3 separate regions of the Zea mays genome follow, and all the other regions are linked to region 3. The links are chromatin contacts, called in public Hi-C maps. All regions are on one chromosome and are shown on one strand. The core of a region is the stretch at or near the end of the contact, and the rest is flanking DNA. Distances in the headings are between cores, read along the strand shown. Region 1 holds the start of LOC100279280. Region 2 holds the start of LOC100284371. Region 3 has its middle 120 kb from the start of LOC109941549.

Region 1 (4,201 bases), core at 348-2,847, 280 kb after region 3:
GTCATCCTGTCTTCATTCAGCGACGCGCAATTATCACAAGTTCACAACGGAAGGCTGACGCGGAATTTCCAGACGACGGACGACAAACAGCTAATCATAAATCATGGTCATGGGCAGGAGACATCACTGGAACCATTTGTTTTTTTTCTTCAGCTTTGGTTACATGGTAGAAGAAGGGGTCCACATCCCAACACCGTTTCATTGGTCGACGCGAGAAGGCGTCTGTTCGTACGATCGGAGTGCCTGATGACACCCATAGGGATGAAAACCGACGGAAAACTTCTCTCCCGTTTTCATATCCGGAATAGTTGGAAACGGAAACGTGAGCGAGATAAACGAAATTGAGAAAACGAACAAAAACAGAAATACTAACAAAAACTTATAATTTAATATAAATAAAAAATAAAAATGATATTGATGTTTGACTAGTATTTGATTAGAAGAACAATAACATAAAACAAATAGATATAGAGACGCAACATTCTATTGTTGTTTGATTGCTAATGGTGTACATTTAGTTACATCCGATATTGTTTAAGACTTTAAACCATTTGTCATTGAAAAGAGCCGATGATTACAATGGCCACTGGTGTTATAATTTGTCACCTAAAGACACGAGACTTTAGTTTATATACTATGCATATTAGGCTCGTCCCATATTTATCAAATACAGAATAAATACGGATAAAATCCGGATAAAAACAGGATCCCGCAAAAACGGACGGAATAAACTCTCTTCCGTTTCTGTCCCGTTTTCATATTTTTTAATATACAAAAACGGTCGAATCAAATATAGAAAACGGTACAGATCGGGACGAGATTTTATCTGTCCGTTCTGACACAGAGGCATGAGGCCATAGAATACGTTTTTTTCCACATGAGACACTTCACTTCTTTGGATTCGTCCGTGTATTTCTTTGGAGCATACACTGAAACTATCGTGTACACGTATGGTTTTTGATAATCACGACAATCAGAGAACTGATCTTTGTTCTACGCGTTGTGAATAAAAGATAGATCTAAGTCCACACCTGAATGTTTAGCGAGTTGGTCTATCATGAAAAGAATAATGATAGCCATAGGTGACCATGTGCTTAACATGCAAGAAGAAAAAAAGTAAATGTTTAAAATGGATGTATAATAAGCTAATATATTTTGTCTTACCAATCAGATTGATTTGTTATTTGAATGTTTGATGTTATGAACTAAAATTTAGTCAGGAACAAACAGCCATCAGCGTTGAATGCCATGCCATAAAGGGAAAAACATTTTATGTTAGTTCAAAGGAGTTTTTTTTTAATGCGAATAGGCGTCGGGCGTCGCCTTCCTCAAGCCTCGAACCTTCCGCTCGTAAACCGCCCTCGAGCGGTCGAGCGGTCGAGCCGCACCCGCTCTCGTACTCGTAGGCAAGGCAACTTCGCAAAACGGCAAAAAGGCAGCCACGCCTTGTTCATTTTTATTTTTTTAATCTCCTCCCGTCGGCGAAATTTTACACGCCAGCAAAACCGCCCTGAGGATGAAATAGAAAAAACCCCAAACAAGCCCTAACGCGTCCCCCGGAACCAGAACAAGTCCAGTCTGTCCAGAAATACATTAGAAAAAAGAGCCAAAGAGGAGAACACCGGCCGGCGAGGTGGACGAAGCGGCCCGCCGAGGAAATGGCGTCGATGCAGAGCTGGCGCAAGGCCTACGGCGCCATCAAGGACACCACCACCGTTAGCATCGCCAATCTCAACTCCGACTTCAAGGTGTGCCTTCGATCCGGTATCTTTCCCCCCGATTTTCCCGGATTTTTTCCGACCTATGTTTGGGCAGTTCCTTCAAACCCTAGTCTCCAGTGGTGTGCTGCGGCGCGGGAGCATGCTCGGATCTGCTGGTTTTGATTGGCGTCTACTCGCTTTTGTAGGATCTGGATGTGGCGATCGTGAAGGCGACTAACCACGTGGAGTGCCCGCCTAAGGAGCGACACCTGCGCAGTGCGTTGATTTGTTCTTATACCCCGTGTTTCCGCGTATCTAGGCTTCGGCCTAATTTAGTGTTTTTCTATTGGGGGCGGGCGGAATTAGATCGTGCCTATAAGTGGCGAGGGGAGGCTCTGAAGGGGGGAGGGAAGGGCGTGCGTGCTTTTGGGTTCGTGCAGTGTTTAATGATGGTTGATTGTTGCGTGGTGGTATCACAGGGGTTGTTGCAGCGACGTCCATCACCAGGCCTCGGGCAGATGTCGCCTACTGCATCCACGCGCTTGCCCGCCGTCTTGCCAAGACCCGCAACTGGATCGTAAGTTCTATGCCTGAATGCTATTTTTCCTTGTTGGTGCTTAGTCTTGAGATTTAGTTGTTTTTGGATGTAATTTTAATTGGACATTCTCTTTGCGAACATTCTGCACACAATCATGCATCGTATTAAGGAGATTTGGGTTATACTCTGGATGATATATTTCCCTGATGGGATATGGAATATCTGTTTGAGTTGATTGTAAGCATGAACGAAGCCTTGATTCAAATAGAATGCAGAGCATTGGGTGAGTAAGTGTGAACAATTGACTTGATTCAAATGACATTACAACACACAGTATGCTGCTTGTTAATTGCGTCCAGCCAGAAGATTGATAAGGCTAGCAAGAAGGGATTTGACAGTGCTGTCATTTAGGTGCTTGAACATTATGGATTCACAGAAACAAGTGTGTCTTTTATGGCGCTTCCCCCCTCTCTCAATGGCTATCTGTATTTTATATTGGAGGAGATGAGAATTTGGGGCCTTGGCTTGGAGGTCGAAAGCTTCAGGAATTGTCATAGGTCAGGGGCTAGGACTAACCTGATTAGTGCAGGCTAGGGTCATTCTTCGGATTTTTCTTTCAGGTGTTTGTGGTTCTTCTAGTGCTATATAAGGCGTCCCCTGCTTACTCTCCGGTGAGATATGAGGGTTGTGTTGTATGGGATGTTCTTTCTTTCTCTTACCTCTAATTAAAAGATGCACAGATCTCCTGCGTGTTCTAGAGAAAGAATCTTACTTATGGTTGATACCCTAGGCAAGTTAATACTATTTACGATTTGAGATGAAAATATGTGACTTCAAATGTAATATGTTTTTATCAAAGATTTACAACTGGATAGCAGAAGTTGCAATGCGTTGTTTTGTTTGGAAATATAGAGTTTCAGTGTATGCTAGATTAGTAGATTGGCTGTTTATAGTTTTCTGAATCATGTTAAATAAATGGGGTTTTGAAGGAAGTTTAAAGTTGCATTCTTTTTTGCATTGAAACTTTTTGGATCTAGCTTATATGATGTTTCTGATAATTGTTTGAAAATGATTGGTTCTCTTTTGGTAGTAACTAGTATTTCCATTCAAGGTTCTTCATGAATGATTAGCAAAGCTAAATGTTGCAGTTACGAGAAAAAAATTAAAATTGTTCTCTGATTTCATATGCTGGTAATTAATTTCATATATATCCTTTTTGTCACATGCAGGTTGCTCTAAAAGCACTTGTAGTGATCCATAGACTTCTTCGCGAGGGTGATCCTACATTTCGAGAAGAGCTTCTCAACTTTACACAGAGGGGACGGATCCTGCAACTTTCAAACTTTAAGGATGACTCCAGTCCAATTGGTTAGAATTTCTAGCTTGGTAGAAATTTTGCCCTTACCCTGCTTATCGCCTCATGATTTCCTTGTTTTTGATACCGGGTTATGTGCAGCTTGGGATTGTTCTGCCTGGGTGCGCACATATGGTTTGTATTTGGAGGAAAGGTTGGAATGCTTCAGAGTTCTGAAATATGATGTCGAAGCTGAGCGCTTGTCCAAACAAGGTCAAGGTCCTGAAAAGGTCTGAAACATTGCATCTCAGTTTGGTACTTCAAGCTTGCAAATGATTAGTTTTGAGGATTGCAACTGTGTTTAATTCCGGTACTAATTCCAGTTTACTAATTAATTCGTTAACTAACTCTCTTTTTGCCCTCAGGGTCACAGTAGAACGAGAGAGTTGGATTCACAGGATCTGTTAGAGCAGCTGCCAGCATTGCAGCAGTTACTGTACCGACTTGTTGGATGTCGGGTGATTATCTCTTTTAACTTTTGGCTATCTAGTCTGCTAGCTCCTTCTCATTTGTTTTTTCTTTTACTTGAAATATAACATGACTTTGTTCCCCCCCTCTGTAGCCTGAAGGAGCTGCAAATAATAACTACTTGGTGCAATATGCTCTTGC
Region 2 (3,855 bases), core at 328-2,827, 310 kb before region 3:
GTAGTTGATTCATATTGATACAATCATCTTGATACCCCTATCGCCCCCATGATTACTGCCAGAATCAGATATGATCCAGCTGTTTCGACGCTACACACTACTAAACTATAATTGATAAATGCTAAACATCTAATCTTCGTTACTTCAAGGATACATAAATGCATGTAACCGCTACTTAATCTACTAGCATCGTACCTGATAATGAAAGCAAGCACCAAAGTCATGGGGCGTGACAAAGAAATGATCAGCGCCCTCTGATCTATTCCAGTAAGGCCAATTCGTAGCAATCAGCTGGATCGCGCTGCGCATCATTCGAGGAGACTTGAAAGGCAAGGGAAGACCCTTGGGGGTGAGATCGCATGTCGTGTATACGGGCGTGTAGAACCAATCTGCTTCCTCAGGATTAAAAGTTCGGACAGCACTCGACAACAGGAACCTGTGCATGAAGATCTCGGCGGCAAACATGTGGTTCAGGCACCTAGGATCCTTCTTCAGCAGCTTCTTGTTGTATTTGCTGGGGAGATCATAGACAAAGACCTTGAGCCTCCCAACAGGGTTATCTTCTAACACATCACCAGCGCTTCCTGCATTTTGTTGGCCACGGCATTAGGGCTAGCATAAAAGTGGGGAAAAGAATATACCTAGCTAAGAAAACCCTGAAGCAACGGTCCGCTAGCTAAGCAATCTGCATGTCTCAAACGAATTGTGTGCCTATGTTAAACTGAATGAATGATGGTTATCATCATGTACTATCGAATGCTCCACTGAGTACGATCCTGTTTGTCAAGCTTGATGGGTTACTTGGCACTACAGAGTGCATCAGTTGGTCAACGACAAAAAATTGAAGCGTGTATGTCAGCAGGAGCAGGATGTTCGGATAAAAAAGGTGTTTTTAACCAGATCAAATAACTATGAAAAGGACACCGAAGGATCAACCTGCATTCTGGTTATCTGTAACCCAGTAGCATATGGATTCAGGGTTCAGAGGCCAAACAGCTCAAGCTGTCATACTAACTTCTTGCTTTGCCAATTCACTAGAGAAAACGTATGTACTAGGAGCAAAAAGAACACTAGAGAATACGAGTAGCTCGATCCCTACAAACTGACAAGAACGTGCTCATCTAGATCAGAAGCAAGATGGAAAGGAACACAAGCATAGAGGGGTCGCGCCGCCGCCGCGTACCTTCGATCCGCTCGGTCTCCTGCGCCGTGACGGCAGCGATGCTGGAGCAGGCGAGAAGCATGGCGAGCGCCAGGGCCATCGCCGGCGCGCTCCCCTTCTCCATCGGTCCTCGCCCGCGCCGCCGCGTTCCCTCCCCGCCACTTGATGCTCGGGTGGTCAAGGGAACGGGGAGAGGGATCGAGAGGACGGAGGGGAAGTAGTAGGAAGCTAGTGGGTTCCTCGGCAGGCAAGGAGGAGAGGGATCCCCGGAGTCAAAAGGAACGGCAGGGACGTGTTGCTGTGCGCCGCGTGCTTTCTCGCTGTCGGCGGAAGAGGGCAGGGGCTCTGGGGGAGGAAGAAGAGATCCCACTCACAGGCAAGCCAAAGGGAAGCCTTTTCCCCCCATCCCACCAAGCTGTTAGCTGTGTTTGGTGGTGGGGGTGCTCCGGAGAAGGTGAGCGGTGGCTTTCCTAGGCTTTTCCCTTCTTCCTCTGAAAAATTCCAACAAACACACGCACATCCTCAGGAAGAAGAGGGAACCCGCGTAGAGATGGCAATGGGTACCCGCGACCCGATACCCGATGGGTATTTACTCCATTAGGGTATGTATGTGGGCTAAATATTCTACCCGTGGGTCTGTTATTGGGCAAAAATCTTCACCCAATGGGTAAACGGGTATTAGAACGTTCCACCTTCACCCATACCCGTTAACCCGTGGGTATAAAATACCCAATATAAACTTAGCTCAAGCATGAACTTAGACTTTAGTCATCCATCTTTTTTACTATTTAATAATCTTTTAGGTCATTATGTCATAGAAGGCTTAACGACAATTTAATGACCAGGTAATGGAACATGTAATTCACCCAATGTGTGTTGAATGGATGGTTAAATGATGCTAGAAATTTTGTAATGGTATTTAGATGGATATACTTGATATTTGTATAATATAATATTTTGATAGATGTTTAATTTTTGTGGGTACGGGTGACCCGATGGGTGACCCATACCCACGTGGGTATGGGTATGGGGGTAAATCCATACCCACCAGTGTATATGGGTGACCCGGTGGGGTTATTTTTTTGTCGTGGGTATGAGTATGGGGTAGTAATACCCGGTGGGTATTTACCCATTGCCATCTCTAAACCCGCGCTGTCTATCTGATTGTCCCCGTTTTCCGGCTGCCTTTTCCCTACTAATCAATTATTTTTAACTTTAACCACATTTATATAAAAATATTAATATCTATGATACATAATTAGTATCATTAGGTCCTTGAATCTATTTTTAGTAAAATTATTCGAAAATACAAATGTTGCTAATAAATTCAATAAATCTAGTCAATTTTAATAAAGTTTGGGTGACACGAATATCATAGCGACAAACATTTGTGAACGAATGGAGTACTATTAAAGTCATATCTAACAGATTCTCTATTTTATCACCTATTTTAAACTTTATTCTATAAATAGTATTGTCGGGGACCATAATTAGGGACCCTCAATACTCCTAATTCTCAGCTGGTAACCCCCATCAGCATAAAGCTGCAAAGGCCTGATGGGTGCGATTAAGTTAGGGATCAGTCCATTCGAGGGACTCGATCGCGTCTCGCCCGAGCCTAGCCTCGGACAAGGGCAGCCGAACCCGGAAGATCTCCGTCTCGCCCGAGGCCCCCCTCCAGCGGCGAACATATTTCCGGCTCGCCCGAGGCCCTGTCTTCGCCAAGAAGCAACCCTGACTAAATCGCCGCACCGACCGACCGAATCGCAGGAGCATTTAATGCAAAGGTGGCCTGACACCTTTATCCTGACGCGCGCCCCTCAGCCAACAGAGCCGAAGTGACCGCCGTCACTTCGCCGCTCCACTGACCGGTCTGACAGAAAGACAACGTCGCCTGCGCCGCTCCGACTGCGGTGCCACTTGACAGAGTGAGGCTGACATGCAGTCAGGCCTAGCCGGAGGCACCATAGGAAGCTCCGCTTCGTCCGGCCCAGGGCTCGGACTCGGGCTAAGTCCCAGAAGACGGCGAACTCCGCTCCGCCCGACCCAGGGCTCGGACTCGGGCTAAGTCCCGGAAGACGGCGAACTCCACTCCGCCCGACCCAAGGCTCGGACTCGGGCTAAGTCCCGGAAGACGGCGAACTCCGCTCCGCCCGACCCAGGGCTCGAACTCGGGCTAAGTCCCGGAAGACGGCGAACTCCGCTCCGCCCGACCCAGGGCTCGGACTCGGGCTAAGTCCCGGAAGACGGCGAACTCCGTTCCGCCCGACCCAGGGCCCGGACTTGGGCTCAGCCCCAGAAGACGACGAACTCCGCTCCGCCCGACCCAGGGCTCGGACTTGGGCTCAGCCCCAGAAGACGACGAACTCCGCTTCGCCCGACCCCAGGGCTCGGACTCCGCCCTGGCCTCAGCCGACGGCCTCCGCCTCGCCCGACCCAGGGGTTCGGACTCGACCTCGGCCACGGAAGACAGACTCAACCTCGGCTTCGGAGGAGCTTCCACATCGCCCAACCTAGGGCGCAGACTAGCCTCGTCAACAAGAGGCGCCATCATCACCCCACCCCAAGCTGACTCGAGCCACAGGGAACAAGACCGGCGTCCCATCTGGCTCGCTCCACCAGATAGGCAATGATGGCGCCCCGCATACTCTGTGACGACGGCGGCTCTCAGCCCCCTTATGGAAGCAAGAGGA
Region 3 (4,280 bases), core at 588-3,087:
GGTGTCCTAAATTCTATAAAATTTACTTATTTTTAAATTATAAGGCATTTTTATAGGTCACGTTGTTGGAGATGCTCTTAAAGATATATCATCTCTTAATTTTTGTGACATGTTTTATTATTATTAACAAAAAGGTCTTTAAGCATGGATTAAACTAGCTAATTTTTGCACTATTTCTTTTTAGGGTAATTAACGAATGATCAAACACTGGGGTCCAATTGCAAACAATGCCATACTATATATGAGACCGGATGTGAACTTTGCGTTTTTTATGGAAGAAGGAAACCATGCAACTAAAATACAACTTCCCATTCTAAACTAAAATTCGATTTAGGATAATGGATAGTAAGTAATTGATATATATGTTTTGTACATATGTTTAGATTCATTATCATCTATTGAAATATAGACATAACAATTAAACCCTAAAACACATACTAATTTGGACAGGAGGGAGTAAAAAAATAGAAAAGACGATACAGATGCGAGAAGCTGGATGGACATGAACTAAAACTTAGGCAAACAGACGAGTCCTGTTCTTCCTCTTAGGCAAATGGGCGTGTCCTGTTCTTCCTCTCAGACGCCATGTCGACTTCGACACCAGGACACAGTTGGTTGCAGAGCTCCATGTAGGTCAAGTAGAGGACCCTGTCCTTGGCGCCAGTGCGGTGCTGCCTGGTGCGCGCACAGAAATGCTTCAGCTGCGCTAGGGTGCAGAGCCCCAGCATCTGGCCGAGCAACAGAAAAATCCAGTTTATCCTCCGTTCGTCATCCGCGATAACAGGACGCAGGCTGTTCTTCTGCCCGCAGTTGTCGCAGTCCGGTAGCGCCGGGTTCATCCACTCCGGCGGCGCCCGGTTATGCATGCCCTCCGCGTTGCCGACGATGAATCTGCACAGCTCCTTGAACTTGACCCTGATCTCGTAGGACACGGTCTTGCCGGCGTCGCAGCGCTTGCAGCGGACCTCGCCCTCGACGGAGGTGATGCCTCGTTCGAAGAGCTCGGCGAGCGTAGGGTGCGCGCACGCAGTCCCGGTCGCCCACGGGAACAGCGGCGCGCTCTCGCCACCGTTGGTCGGTGCAGCGTCGGCATCCGCATCATCACCAGCACCGTCGCGGCGGCGGCGACGGCCGGTGATATTGCCACGCTGTGCACGTGGAGCACTTTTGTTTTGAGGCGGTGGTGCAGACGAAGGGGAAGAAGCGCCGACCGACAACGCCGCCACAGATCCTCCTGATCGAGGAGCCCGCGTCGCGCCACTGCCACTGCCACTGGCCGCCGGAACCGTGGCAGAAGCATTGGCGTTGCCATGCACTGAGACAGGGGCGGGGGTGGGCACGGGGCTGGCAAACAGCGGCGGCAACACAGACAGCGCCGGCGCAGGCACTACCTGACCCTGGTTCGCCGCCGCCAGGGCATTGGAAGCAAGAGCGAGGAAATGGCCGTGACCACTGCCGTCGCCGGGCACAGCCGAGGAATCAAGGCCCAGCGCGAATGCCGGAGCGCTACCAGCAGGTGCCGCGGTGGAGGCGGCAACGACAGACGGCACGGCTGACGCGTCCAGCGGCGCCGCGGGTAACAACGCGCGCGCCACCGCCGAGAAGCCACCGCCGTCGGCCAGAGACGACGGCATGTTGTAAAAGGAGCCGAGCGACAGGTCGAGGAAGCCGTCGCCCTCCTCGACGCTCCTCCGCCTGATCAGCCCCGACGAGCGACCGCCATCGCCGGGCACCAGCGAGTAGCCAGACTTGTCTGACATCCTACACAGTCGCGAGTTTGTTCAGGCCGCGGTCTCGGCGTCTAACATCGGGTCTAACATCGAATGGTTGCAGATTTTTATGGGCCGGGCCGGACCGCCGGACGCGACTCCTGTACCTTCGTCCTTCCGACTTCCGAGGACTATAATTGCACGGGTTCTTGAGATTAGCGGTCATGCATGCATGGTATTCGGGAGAGAGAGTGAGCGGTAGTTGCGCGGTTCAGAGGGAGAGAGACGCGGAGACAGTGGGAAATTGGTTTCCCAAGGGAACGGGGATTTGCTGTTCCCACGGCGTACTCCAGCCAGTGTTCATGTTCCCATTTGTAACCTTCGGGGTCTTTTACTTCGTCTCTTTCCGTCATATAAAATAAAAGTAGTCGGTTAACTATGCGTTGTGACGGCTCAGACCAATACCGACATAAACTATTTACTAAAAATATCTCAAGATTTTTTATTTACTGTCTCCGCTCTCAGTATAATATTTTTTTATTTGACTAACCGATGTTATTGTTTCCTGCATCCAATATATCTTGGTACCACACACCCAATGAAGGGAGCGATTAGATGAGAGTTCGCAACGATTGACTAAACGATTAAAAAATATAAAATGACATAATTTTACCATCCTGTCGGTACCCTGAATCAGGAGTACCCCTACTACAGTATAAAAACGTTGTGCTCGTACGACATCCCCTAGCCGCACGGTGAACAGCACCCGACCCTGCCACGTGGCGAGAAAAGATGATGCATCCCAGGATGTATCATTTGGACCGGACCTCCACGAAGGAACACCGGACTCCTGTACGCACAAACCGGACCCCCGATTACGGCCCGGGACCCCAAGAAAGCATGTCGGGCCCCTTGGATGGGCCCCAGATCCCTCCGAGTAAGGTCCGGGCCACAACGAGGTCCCGAGACAGGGGAGACTCTGGCATAAGCAAGGGTCCGGTGCTGACACGTGTTTAGGCCTTATCCGGTGCGCTTGCCGCTCAAGCGGAGACCCGCTGCTGCCGTGTGGCTTGTAGCCCGTGACATAAGCCAGCAGGCGGAGCCTGACGTAAGGCCTCTAAAGCCGCGTGGCCTCTGCATTTATTGCGGAGAGGACGCGCCGCGTGCCCACCTTGCTGACAGGCGATGTGCCCACTCAGCATTTAATGCGTCATGTCCACTCCGCTGGCAGGCGGCGCCAGGGCCATCCTATAGACGGCGCACCCGTCCAGTCCATTATCAAACAGTGCGCCCGTGCCGCACGATGCACTGTGCTCATCATCCCTTATACGAGAAGCTTCCTCTGCACGCCGATACTACGCAGATCTCGGATGTCAGGGCGCAAGAAGATTGCTCCAATAGCAAACAAGTACTACATCCGATATGTTCCTAGGCCCACATGTCGGGGCTCAGTACCTTTGTGCATGCCCCCCTTAGCTATAAAAGGAGAGGCATGCAACATTACAACACAAGTTTGGACACAGACTGAGACCCAACTTAGACTCTCAACTCTTAAGCTTCCACAGCAATCCAACACACAGTGGAGTAGGGTATTACGCTCTGGCGGCCCGAACCACTATAAACTCTCGCGTGTTCATGTGCTCGGTGATTGCTTAGCCGGACAGGCAAAACGCTTAAGCCCCTTCCTCATCTTAGGATTAAGGGCGGGTGCACTCCGCCACCCGGACGGAGAATTCCCTCTCCGACATTTAGCGCGCCAGGTAGGGGGCTAGGCATTAGGTTTTTGCTTGTTTCCTCGCTCAGCATGATGGTGCAAATCGTGGAGCACCGCGCCGAGGCTTCAACAGATTTCCTGGTGGAGGAAGAAGTTGTTTCTTCCACGCCACAGGTTCCCAACCGCCTAGTGCCGGGCCCTGCTGCTGTGCACGCTACACGGCAGCATACAACTGCGTAGACATCCCGGACTCCGTTGAGGGCGGCTCCGGGAGCATTGTCAGCAGCCAGGGAGTTGTTGTGTCACCCTCCAAGCTCCACGGCCTCACCGGGGGCCATGAAGCAGTGGCGGGACGACGTCGACCGGCTGCTCGGCATGGCACATTCTACCTCGACCAGGTCGAGGCCACGGTCATCCCGGCGCCAACATGAGGCGTCGGCGTTTGTGCGCTCGCCCTCAATAAGGGGCACACAGACCAACGACCTCCGGGCCGAGCTCAACCGCAGGTGTGCGGGAGAGGACGCCCGGGTCTCTTTAGAGAGGGCGCGCGAGCGCCGACAAAACGTTGAGGGTCGCAACCTCGATCAAGACTTCGCTGCGGTAGCACCGCAGGCCCCAATGGGCACCCGGTCCCAAGCGGGTGTCCCCTTGGTCGGCGTGGGCTGCACCGCTCTCGCGGATCATCTCCGCACGGGGTCATGGCCATCCAAGTTTCGGCCACACCTGCCAGAAAAGTACGACGGTACGTCAAACCCGTCGGAGTTCCTACAGGTGTACGTCACCGATATCACATCAACAGGTGGAAATACCGCTGTGATGGCGACATATTTTCATGTTGCCTTGTTTGGATCGCCCGG

What was found. A called contact is a pair of places that touch in the nucleus more often than the background predicts.
Region 1: a Hi-C map of ear shows a contact between it and region 3, with 2.0 times the contacts expected there. The contact joins the promoter of LOC100279280 here to the enhancer-like site in region 3. A contact is called at or near these places in 3 of 25 Hi-C or Micro-C datasets (ear, leaf and tassel).
Region 2: a contact with region 3 is called in a Hi-C map of ear, with 2.5 times the contacts expected there. The contact joins the promoter of LOC100284371 here to the enhancer-like site in region 3. A contact is called at or near these places in 2 of 25 Hi-C or Micro-C datasets (ear and tassel).

What each region holds. Positions count from the first base shown.
Region 1 is chr8:65,327,229-65,331,429 of Zm-B73-REFERENCE-NAM-5.0, reverse strand. LOC100279280 reads left to right here and starts at 1,597. Exons shown (of 15, transcript NM_001152301.1): 1 at 1,597-1,748; 2 at 1,907-1,976; 3 at 2,180-2,277; 4 at 3,468-3,606; 5 at 3,695-3,822; 6 at 3,958-4,050; 7 at 4,155-4,201. The coding sequence starts at 1,659.
Region 2 is chr8:65,923,053-65,926,907 of Zm-B73-REFERENCE-NAM-5.0, reverse strand. It overlaps LOC100284371, which reads right to left and starts at 1,577. Exons shown (of 4, transcript NM_001157266.1): 1 at 1,184-1,577; 2 at 196-584. The coding sequence starts at 1,286.
Region 3 is chr8:65,608,303-65,612,582 of Zm-B73-REFERENCE-NAM-5.0, reverse strand. No RefSeq gene overlaps it. Among protein-coding and RNA genes, the nearest start is that of LOC109941549, 120 kb to the right of the region's middle. Within about 2 kb of position 1,837, at least 6 of the 20 cell types and tissues checked have an H3K27ac peak or open chromatin away from gene starts, as enhancers often do. A contact at or near this core is called in ear and tassel, where this site is marked.